Regions from separate parts of the Mus musculus genome. Here region 1 is linked to region 2. Evidence: chromatin contacts called from public HiChIP or PLAC-seq data. All regions are on one chromosome and are shown on one strand. The core of a region is the stretch at or near the end of the contact, and the rest is flanking DNA. Distances in the headings are between cores, read along the strand shown. Region 1 overlaps Satb1 (special AT-rich sequence binding protein 1). Region 2 has its middle 39 kb from the start of C330011F03Rik.

Evidence for each region. HiChIP or PLAC-seq counts read pairs in DNA pulled down with a chosen protein or histone mark.
Region 1: a RAD21 HiChIP or PLAC-seq map of pro-B cells shows a contact between it and region 2, with 9 times the contacts expected there. The contact joins two enhancer-like sites. A contact is called at or near these places in 1 of 15 datasets of contacts at CTCF or cohesin (pro-B cells), 12 of 484 Hi-C or Micro-C datasets (the C10 cell line, the HPC-7 cell line, the N1E-115 cell line and 7 more) and 4 of 115 datasets of contacts at active chromatin or transcription factors (embryonic stem cells, forebrain, large pre-B cells and 1 more).

Annotation. Positions count from the first base shown.
Region 1 is chr17:51,774,045-51,779,682 of GRCm38.p6, forward strand. Satb1 (special AT-rich sequence binding protein 1) reads right to left here. Exons shown (of 11, transcript NM_009122.2): 8 at 1,162-1,374. Among named protein-coding and RNA genes, the nearest start is that of Satb1, 56 kb to the right of the region's middle. Within about 2 kb of position 4,022, at least 6 of the 459 cell types and tissues checked have an H3K27ac peak or open chromatin away from gene starts, as enhancers often do. A contact at or near this core is called in pro-B cells, where this site is marked.
Region 2 is chr17:51,406,475-51,412,065 of GRCm38.p6, forward strand. No RefSeq gene overlaps it. Among named protein-coding and RNA genes, the nearest start is that of C330011F03Rik, 39 kb to the right of the region's middle. Within about 2 kb of position 2,022, at least 90 of the 459 cell types and tissues checked have an H3K27ac peak or open chromatin away from gene starts, as enhancers often do. A contact at or near this core is called in pro-B cells, where this site is marked.

The sequences.
Region 1 (5,638 bases), core at 2,772-5,271, 370 kb after region 2:
TTCTCTCTTGCAGAACAGCATTATCTTATCACAGCCTGCTCCTATAGACTTTAAGACAGATTGATTTTCATTAAAAAATGGATTTTAAAAATAATTACTTTAGAATATTATGTCAACAGTTCAAGACCTTCGACAAATAGCTGAAAAGTGTGTCTGGTCCTGAGTTAGGAAGCTCCTGTGACTGCTTCATTTCTTACCATTGAATGGGCTTTTCCTATACTTCTGTACTCAGAATACATGGACTTTTTGTTTATTATTGATGAAATGAAATAATAATCAAATGGTTGAATTATGGCATTATATTACACGAATACTCTGATTTTGTGTTCTGTATTCAACTTTTTAAAGAACTCTAAAAGTTATTTTAGCTTTATAGGTTGGTTGTACTTGCCAAAAAACTAAATATGGAAGAAAATATATTTGCTGGTGGACTTTAGGTGTAATTTATCAAACTTTCACCTACCAGTTTGCACTGAAAATTTATTTCTTGACTTTTCATAGTAGTTATAAGGATATTTTTAAATTTTGCTTTAAAATAATAATACACAACAAAGTTCCCTACAGGTAGATTCTTTTATCCTCCCTAGAAAATAGAAGAATTTGAAGAAATAGAAAATGTGCCCATTTCTGGGAATATGGATAGAATTCTTTATCGGTCCCATTTAAAGCTGCCTTCAAGGATTGTATTAAACTTAATTATGAAAGATTACAAGCGAGATGATATGTAATTGGTACCAGCTGCAGTCCGTATTGGAAAGCATAAATATAAATGAAATTACTTATTTATTTTTTATTTACTATTCAAATGGCAGTCTTCAAACGAGTGACACTAACCAGGCCTTATTATTTCTGTTCTGCAGTGTCTGGGTACCTCTGTAATAACAGCAGTGGAGGTACGTACCCTGCTTCTTCAACCCTCAAGAACCTAAAGACTTAGAGCAACACAGTCAGTATTCTTTTCTCGATCTAATTAGGAGTGGACTGTGTTCCATCAGAATTAGTGATCTGGGATGAAATTCTCAAGGAAACCTACAGAAGTTTTAAACATCTGTATCTATTTATCCAATTTCTTGCTGAGAGTCATCATTACGGTTTTTTTGTTTGTTTGTTTGTTTGTTTTTTAGGGCAGAAGAAAGAACTCTAAGGAAGAGGTGGCTGCACCTGGGGAGGGCGGCTGGGTGGTGTGCTCAGCAGCGGGGCAGGACCCATGGCTGAGGCTGCGTTCAAGCTCCTTTCCCTCTCATCCTGGTATATCCGGTCTCTTTCGGCTTCCGGCAACTGTAAGAAATTCTGCATAGCCCGAAGGTTTACCAGCAGAGACTGGGATGCAGTCTTGGGGTCCTCTTCCTTTCGGAGGATTTCAGAAAGCAATCCCTGTAGGGGAAGAAAGACATGGGGTGAGGTTCTGCATAGCCCCTGCCTTCGCCTCACCCTTTAGAAAGTGAGCAGTCAGAGGCTTTGAGTCTGTATAGGAATATATTAGCTACAACTGAAGTAGCGGAGAAGAGAGCCTCAATTGTATCCTTGCTTTTACTTAGCATCTGCTTTACATATAGCAGAAACTGAACCGGCCTAATTGGTCTCATTCCTTTGAGTAGCTTAACTTGCCGTGAAATCTTTCACTGAGAGATGGTCGAGAGAAGTTAAGAGTAAGTAAAAATCCCCGTACGTAGTACAACAACATCGAACTGTATAGTTCTCAAGCTTCCAGACAAAGGCACGGGGCAACCAGCAGCTCACCATGTTAATGCACAAGGCCATTTCTAGGGGGGGTGAGCCAAGCATTTGAGGCAGATACCAGAAAACAAGCTGCAGCACAATGAAGACCACTCAAACTTTTGTCTATATAGATGATATTTTGTCGTTCCTTAATTTTCAATTTACAAAGTGTCACAGGTAGTCATTAAGTTGCTGTTTAAAGGGAAATGGACTGCCATGGGAAACTGTAAAACTTTCTATGCTATACCGATAGGTAACAGGTTGGAAACTTCGCACGTCAGAAACCACAGATCACACCTGAAATAATTAACTACTCTTCCACACTGTAAAAATCTATCCCAGAATTTGACATATTGAAAAGAGTATCATCAAACTAAAAGTCACTATTAGCAACAGCAGAAACTTACAAACTTCTAGAATCTTCTCTTAAGGTGTTTTTCTTCCCTCAATAACTCAGTATTACAATATGTTTGTTTTTCTTTGGGGGGGAATTTATTATTTAAATGGGTGATTTCCTTCTGATGTATCTGAAGAGTATGAAGTCCAAGAACAGCAAAGGCTGCGCTGTCTCCAGGATAATAAGACTTAGAAGTCATCGTCAATCTGTAGCCTGCTTTCTTTACTTAGACATATTATCATAGTATAGTTACATCAGTTATCGTGATAGTAGTAGAATTACATCCAGATTTTTGCACAATTTGAAATCTACCTCTACCCAAACCCTAAAGAAATGGTCAAAAAATGTATATTTGAGTGAGAGAAGGTAAAATAGACTCCCCAAAATTTTAACTCTTGGAGATCCTTTCAATTTCTCATCAGTGCATCATGCTGCCTGATATACTGATACAGTACTTATTACAGATAAGAACACTGTCCCTTTAAAATACATCATTTGATTTATAAGCAGCTTCTTAAGGAGGGAAGAAATGTCCACCAAGCTCTGGGGAACTGAGTTAGTCACAAATAAATCTCACAGTTGGTCTACTGCAACCAAAGCCTGGATTTATGTCTGGACTTTCATAAGAAATGTTCCTTAAGAATTGAGGCATTTGTCCTTTTGGCCATGAGACTAACTAGTAACTGCAACTCTGTCTACTGACAACCAAACATCCTGTCAACTGACCTCAGATTCAAACAGGCAGTCAGCCATCCCACTCTTTAACCTGCACTAGGACAACTGATTAGACTATTTCTGATGTGTCTTATAAAAAGAAACAAGACACATCACACTGAAAGTCTATGCCACTGTTCCCACAAAATGTTACATACTTAAAAAACGGACAAACAAAAACTACTTGAAAACAAGGCATGATACCATGCCTGTAGTTCCAGCACCAAGAAGGCTAAAACTGTAAGATCATGCTTTTGAGGCCAGTCAGACTACACAGTAAGACCTCGTCTCAAAAACATACATACATACATGGAACAGACAAAAACATGGCTGGTAAAGCAATATATAGCAATTGCATAGGAATACATATAATATAGAAAATGTCATGAAATCCTCAAGGATAATAGTATAGTTAATTTTGTCTGTCTAACTCAATGCCTTATGCTTAAAAGTTGTTGATAAGTACTAAAGTAATTATGTGTATATAGACTGCAGAGATGAAAAAGGGAACACTAGAATATATTGAAATGGTCATTATCAGCTAAGACTACTGTTACTAAAGAACCAAGGCCATGGGCTCTTTCAGCCAAGGCACTCAGTAGTGGCTTTGCTCTGTGAAATGCCAATCTGCACAGTGTTACTAACTAGTCAGTAAATTAGAAAACAAATCAGGGCAAAAGATACCCTATAAATATTTAGGGTATAATATTTAATTTTTTTTGTACATCAGAGCACTTGATATTAGACATCTAACAATCTCAAAATGACAAAGTAATATTTTATATATGTCTATTAAGAATATTCCACAGCAGAAGTATAGTGAGTAAGCCAAACCTGTCAGAAAAAACAAAACAGAACACAGAAACATTTTCCTTCAAGTCTTGTTAACAGAAGACTCACCAGGGGTGTGGCTCAGCCAGAAGACATCACCACTTGGGTGAGAATCTGAAGTCAGCAAACCTTCCCATTTAAGCAGAGAAGCGTTGCCTCTGAGGGGCCCTTTCCCCAAATGTAACCATAGCTTTGAGTGAAGGCAGGTGTCCTGCCTGGAGTGTGCCAAGACAGTGTTCCCAACCCCAGACATTCAAGGAGCTCCATAGCAGCCAGTGGAGACAGAAAATCTACTGTTTCAGACAATCTACTGTTTCAGACAATCTACTGTTTCACAAACTTTTTTTTTTTCTTTTTGGCCCAGAGCTTTCAATGAGGGGAGTGCCCCCTGGTGGAAATGCCTGAAAAATATTGTTAGAAATCATATGATTTAGTGTTAATTTTTAAAAATGACTTAAGAGCAATGTAGAATAATCTGGATGCAAATGGCAGCTGTTAGGATGCAGGCACTAGAGTGAAAGTCTGGGTCCTGTTCCAGTTGTAGTTCGAATGGCTGATGAATTCAGTGTCTATGTGGTCCCTTTTCCCAGGTGATATAGGTCAGATATAGTGCAGTCTTGCCAGGGAAGGTTAAGGTCATTAGTATTAATTTCTCATGACTGACTGATCCAGACATCATTACCAACAATCTAGCATACTAAAGAAACAGTACGGAAAGACCACACACCCTGTCACATTACAGTACCAGCTGAGGTACCCAATTAAAGTACAGCCAATCTGTGTCCCATAGGTGCTTCAATAAAGTCACTGAACTAAATTAGGTAAAATCAGTAATCTTGTTTCTAAAAAGAAGTGAAACAAAAGACGTGCATGTTATGAAGGGGGTTCCCAACACGTCACAAATATTATTCTCACTAGAAATAAGAATCTGGCGTTCACTGGGTGGTCAGATCGTACAAATAATTAGATTTGTGTTGTATGTATGAAAACATAAAATTATTCTACTCTGTCATTACTTAGTGGCTAACGGAGAGCCCTGATGTTTTTCAATTAAAGAATACATTTACTGATAAATTCCTAAACCTTTCTATTTTACATTCCGACAAAGAGTTACACAAGTTATTACAAGTAAAATTCATTACTGATTGCAAAAGAAAGAAAACCTCCAATAAATATTATCAGTCCTTCCAAAGGCTCATTATAAATTCTTTAAAACAGCAGATAAGTTAAAGGGACGGCCAATCTGAACAAAAAGCCTGTCTGGCCTCCAGTTTGTCTCCTCTTTGAACATAATCACTGATTAAAATAGATTTTATCAGCTCTGTGGAACTTCAAAGCTCTTAGGGAAAAAAAAAAAAAAAGATTTCAGGAACCCGCCCTCCCTCCTAAGAGAAAGACAGAATATTCTCCAGGCTACTGGCCTGTTTGGTGAGTTCTTGGTCATGTGTCCAGGTGAAAGACTATTTTCAAGCTCCACCTGCTCATGGCCTCACGCCAAGCAAGCTGTAAGGAGATGCATTCATCTGTGTTCCTTGGTAGGCTCATCAAGAGCTGTCACACCAGATAATGGCACCTTTCTACCTATTATCCAACTGTGATATGGAGAGTGGACTTTTCTTAAATTACCCTGAAGAATGATAGGAAGACAGTAGTGATTTCTGTTATACTTAAAGCAGGTGAATTTCTTTCTCTCCACCACATAATTCACAGAACTCAAATTCAATAAAACATTACAGGATGGTCCATTACTGTTATCAGTTTTGAATAATCCATCTTAATTCTTTATTTTACTGGAAAATAAAGTGTGCCAAAGGCAGAAAGGAGAGAAAAGAGGTGGGGGAAGCCACTGTGCAGGATCAGAGTTAATCTCTGGGTTTTATTTAAAATTTTAAAGAAATACATCTTCTTGTATCACAGCCTTTAAATGACAGTATCAGAGAGAGGTGAATTTAAAACTGTTAAGTTTTGAAGCACTGG
Region 2 (5,591 bases), core at 772-3,271:
TGAGTTTCCTGAGAGCTGGAACTCTTTTTTGGGGGGTGATGTCTGACAAAGCTTGGACAGACAGTAGGAATTCGGTGATATCATGGGGATGTATGTAGCAGTTCTATGGAGGTGTACCATATGGGTTAGCAGTTCTATGGAGGTGTACCATATGGGTTAGCATGGTGTGGCAAGGGTTGAATGAGGCTGAGAGATGGAAAAGGATCTTCAGAGACCAAGAGTTAGTTGATTTGTTAGAGGAGAATACTCATTGAGAGGGGACACTTAAATGAGCAAGAAGACGAGCATTTTAGGGGCAGAGCCAATGATACCTTGACTTGTTTAAACATAAACTCTATATTTGATTGACAGACTTTCCTGCTCCAGGTACAGATGAACTGCTATTTAGTTTTCTTTTAAAGGTTCTCTTACACTTATATACTTGCACTTGCATGGACTGGTCTACACACCACACACACACACACACACACACACACACACACACACTCAACACAAAATAAGATGAAACGGTTGTGGTAAATCACACTCAACTCAAAGATTTGCTTCCCATACTGCAGAAATGTAGAAGTCCAACGTTAAGAGTAATAAAAATTTATGAAGTGACAAGTTGGACACGGGTGGGTTTATCTGAGGGTTCAGGGGTCTTATTTTAAGGCCAGAGCCCCCAGGTGCTCTTCTTCCTCTTTGCAAGTGACAGTTGTGGTTGCGCAAGGACTTGGGCTGTCCCTGGTGAACTGTTAACCAGGCTGGAACAAGCAGCCACATGTGCCTGTGGATTTCCTCTCAGCTCTACTGAGGAGGCAGCAGATGGTGTTGGGGGGAGCATGGTGGCTGTTGGCTGGGCCAGCTTTTGAGTAGTGCTAATTCTGACTTCCGCCCTCCATCTTCCACACATTGTTTTTGATTTCTGTCTGATAATTCTCCTTTGGACACACATTTTGTCTGGGGGAAGGGGTTGGACAAGATGGGTCTCTAGAACTGGACGTCATCCTACTTTTCAATGACTCCTAATCGGGAGGATGCTTTTATACTTGGTCTTTGGGGAGCATCAGAGGCCACTTACTTTTCCCCATTTGTACTGATAAAAGCTCACTGGTGACACAATGAATTAGACAGCCATGTTTAACCTCTTTAGGGTCACTGCCAATCTGAGAAGGTCTTTAAACTGCTTTTCCTCTTGATAGAACACCATACTACATTGATTCTGACATTGATTGCACCCTGGACAAAGTCACAATGACTTCTTATAGCTCAAGGATAAAGTCTCTATTCCATTCTGCCTTCCCCAGTCTGGACTTTTCTTCTTAGCCATGTATCCCATTTTCTGCACCAACAAGACGGGTGAACTCACTGTCTCAATGCCCATAAATCCCATCCATGGTGTGCCCTGTACAGAGCTCTGAATGCTGGTCACACATGTTTATTTTCCTCTCTGAACTCACTAGTGGGAGCTGGTGGGAGCTAACCCACCCCAACCTTCTAGTGATCCCTTCCAACCTCTTTTAGCAAATCCTTGAACACCTTATCACCATCACCATGTCCTCATCTGGGCCTATCTCTCAAGCTTTGATAATTTAAGTTCTCCTCCCTCAAGGAAGACTATAAGCTCCTAGAAGGCAAAGATATCTGACCCATACCACAGTGCTCTGCAGGTCAATAAACAACTAAAGTGTATTATGAAGAACCCAACTAGTATAGAAGGAATTATAATTTTTCTTAAAGATGACCTTGAAGATCTCACACTTGAAAATTCCAATAACACCAGCAATCTGTGTACTTGAAATCGATAAACTTAGTCATGAGTAGACTTTTGTACCAGCCTGGTTTGGAACACACAGTCAGTGTTCCAAACGCACGGTGGGAGGAACCTCTCCAAGGGTCGCAGAAACGGGGCTGTGTTCCTATCGCTGCTGTAAACTAGCTCTGGTGTTGCCCATGAGTGAAGCTGTACTCTTGGAAGCTCTGATCTCTCATCTGTGTGAAGCAGAGTATACTCAGCCTAGATAACAGAAAGACAGGATGAGGCTGGGCCATAATGGTGTGTGGCTCATGCTGTTGTCTAAGTTTAAACCTTGATGCCTGTTTCCTGTTTTCTCTCCATGACACTGCCCCTCCCCCTCCTATTCCCCTCCCCCTCTCCCTTCCGTTTCCCTTTCACTTTAAGTGTCAGCAAGACTGATAGCGATCTCCCTTTCTTTTCATTTCTTCTCTTGTTCTAACCACACTTCAGTGTGTCCTCTTTAGATAAACATTTCTCCTGCCACAGGTGCAAAATGTACACACAAGCTTCAGTTTGTAGCACTTCCAGGATTTTTCACTAAAAATGGAGGTGCGGTGGGGTGGTGGGGTGGTGGGGGGACTCTTTGACCCATGAATACATTTTCTTGTAATTAAACAGTGTGTCTCCACTAAAGAGTGCCAAGCTTTTCATAAGCATGGCTCCACTCATCTCTCATCTCCTGTCAGCTATTAGGGCTTTAGGGTGTGGCTGAGAAGATGTCCATTGAGCCAACCCATGGGACGACTGGGAAATTGAGACTTGGAGCACTCAGCAATTTGTCCTAGGGGTTTGACTGTGCCTTGTAGAGTTGGGGAGTGAAACGTGGGGCATGAGTTTCTGGCCCCTTCTCTAACTGCAAGCAGGGAAACAAGTCTGTGCAGGGTCTCAGGAAGAGAACCGATCCCAGTACAGGCACGAAAGGGTGCTGCCTGAGGATTAGGGAGTGATGAGTGAGGCTGGCCTTAGGATCTGACTGGAGACAGGCGAAGGAAAGAGGATTTCTCTGATTGAAGACCTTTCTAGACAAAGAAAAGGGAAAGCTTCCATTCTTCAAGACAAAAAGAGGTTTAAAAATACATATACAGGCCACTTTTAACTGTGTGGTGGTGTCCAGTGCTAACTACCAAGCTGCATTTATATGCTTCCGATATCCCAGCATCTCTCTGAGGTCTAGTTAGAAATGGATTTATCAGGAAGCTAATAGAGCTTAAGTACCTACCTGTACCCCTTAAAACTCTGGAACGCCTTGGTAATCGGCTCACATGGTATCGCTTGCAGATTGTGAAAGTAGGGATTTCTCGTTTTTTCTTGCTTTTGTCAAGAAAGTAAAATACATTAGACTTTTGTTGTTCATTTGATACATAACTTTAAAGGTACTTAGTGTGTGGGCAATATGCATTCTTGTTTCAGATGCTAATAAATGAGCTGTATTTCATTTCAACTTGTATTTTTTTAAGAGCACTCCCCATCTTGTTCCAAACATTTAGAAATTAATCCCTAGAATCAGCATTTCCCAAAAATACCAAGTTGTTTCTCCTGGCAAGGACACATGTAGGGCCTCTGGCTGGCATCGTGAGGTACAGGTAGAGGGCCGTTGTGTGAGTGTTCTGTCTTCCTTGCTGTCTCTCTCTCTCTCTCTCTCTGTGTGTGTGTGTGTGTCTGTCTCTGTCTCTCTCTCTGTCTCTGTCTCTCTCTCTGTCTCTGTCTCTGTCTCTCTCTCTCTGTCTCTGTCTGTCTCTGTCTCTCTCTCTCTCTGTCTCTCTCTCTCTCTCTCTCTCTCTCTCTCTCTCTCTCTCTCTCTCTGTGTCCTGCTGCCCTCCTCTGGGTTTCTTTTCTTCTCCCCCACCTCAAAGCCTGCAAGTCTGAACCACAGGCATCCGCTAACAGCATCACAAGGCTCTTGCTGGGAGACCTCCTCAGGATGGGTCAAGGTCAAGGTCAAGATTCCTTCTGAGTGTCGCGGCTTGGTAAAGCAGAGTAGAATATTTGGGGATATTATTTGTATCAGACTAAATCTGTTTAGGAAAGAGGTTTCAAACAACAACAACAACAATGGGGACTAGGTATTGACAGATATAATTCAGAAAGTTTTGAGTTTTGGTCAGTGGTACCAAGCTAATTGCTAGGTGGTTCCAGTTCTGGTAAGAACCTGATCTTGAAGCCTGTTAATCATTCAGGTTCCTTGGTAAGGCCAGGGAGATTTTAAACTGAAGATGCCCAGAGAGTGGACCAGGAAACACCTGGTCCTGTAGTGAGTGAGTGGTTAATAGAACCTCGGGGAAGAACTCCTTCTGATGCTCAGAAGGATGGCACAACTTCCAGTTAAAGGCCTGGAGGTTAAAAAGATGGAAGTGGAGTCTTTTTGAGGCAGCAGGCCTTGTGGTTAAGACCATTATACCAATGTTGTTTGGGTTTGATTCCCAGCAACTCCAGGTAACCTAGGGCAAGAAGCCTACCCTCTCTTGGCGTGGTTTTCTCCTCTATAAAATGAGGATGATATTAAATTTTCATAGAGTTTTTTCCTCATGAGTTAGTCTATATAATACACTTAGTATATCATGCCATATGCTATTATTATTCTTTCAATAAGATGAAACTTGCTCATAGTGAACTTTCCCTAGAAATACTAATAATACTAATTTTAGGACACTGGTAGAGAAAATGGTGTTTCAAGAGTGCCTAAAGATACACTGAAGGAAGCTTATGGAAAAGTAAAATAATTTGAACAGTCTGCTTTCTCCAGCTAGCTATAGACCAGCACAGACCAGTAAGCGCTGAAAAGGTCCTCCCACAGACCAAGGCTAACTGAGCTAGGTACACAATGCAATACGTCCTTTCTGTCTGCAGGCAGTGAGGCCCTGTGAATACCATAGAGGGATTCTTCCAGGAAACGCCATATTCAACACTAACACACCTGCTTCATACACCCTGAGCTCCAAATGGCGAAAACAAGTAAAAAAAAAAATTGATTTAAATTATGCAGGTGGAGGGTAATTAAATATTGATATAATAATTATTAAATTATGCAGGTGTAGGGTAGGTTTATGTGAAACTTCTGGAATTGCTACAGGAGTGGGGTAGACAATGAAAAACCCTGCATGGGGCCTTGAGCTGGATGACAATGCTGTGAAGTTATGGTTGAACTGGGCAGCTGGTTAGCTGTGCGTTCATCTGTAGGTTCGTGCATCTTTCTGAATGAGCTCCTCCAAGCCGAGGACAGGGCTGTCCTCAAATAGCCTGAGGGTATAGAAAAGGCTATTACTCCAAGCAGTCCTAAACACTAAAAGAAAATAATAGCAATCTCTCAAGTCATCATGATTTCATTTAAAGCTCGAGTCCTAAAACCAAGAGCTCTGAGGATCTCACTTTTACCTGTCAAAATAGCATGGATTTCAGAGCCAGAATGAAATGGCTCCAAAATGAACACATGGTTGAGAGGAGAGAAGGAGGAAGGGTATGTGTGTGTGTGTGTGTGTGTTTGGGGGATGCGGAGGGAGCTCATTTCAGCTCTGGATCAGAAACATGAGTGTAGACAGGCGGAGATGGGCAGACACGTGAGAACCGGGTTGCTGGAGGAAAATTCTAGTTCTGAAGCTTTGAATTTTTATGTTTGACCATTTTGTCACTTGTGTCACTAAAAAAGAACGGGCCAGATGGTGGCCTCTAGTACACGTTTCACAGCGTGGCGTCTGCAGAGGGGTTTACCCTGGATGGCCGTTAACAATCAGACTGCACAGTTTAAATGAGAGCTCAATGTGCAGAGACAAGAAAGCCAAATGTGAAATGCCCTTTAATTTCAGATCTCGGATAA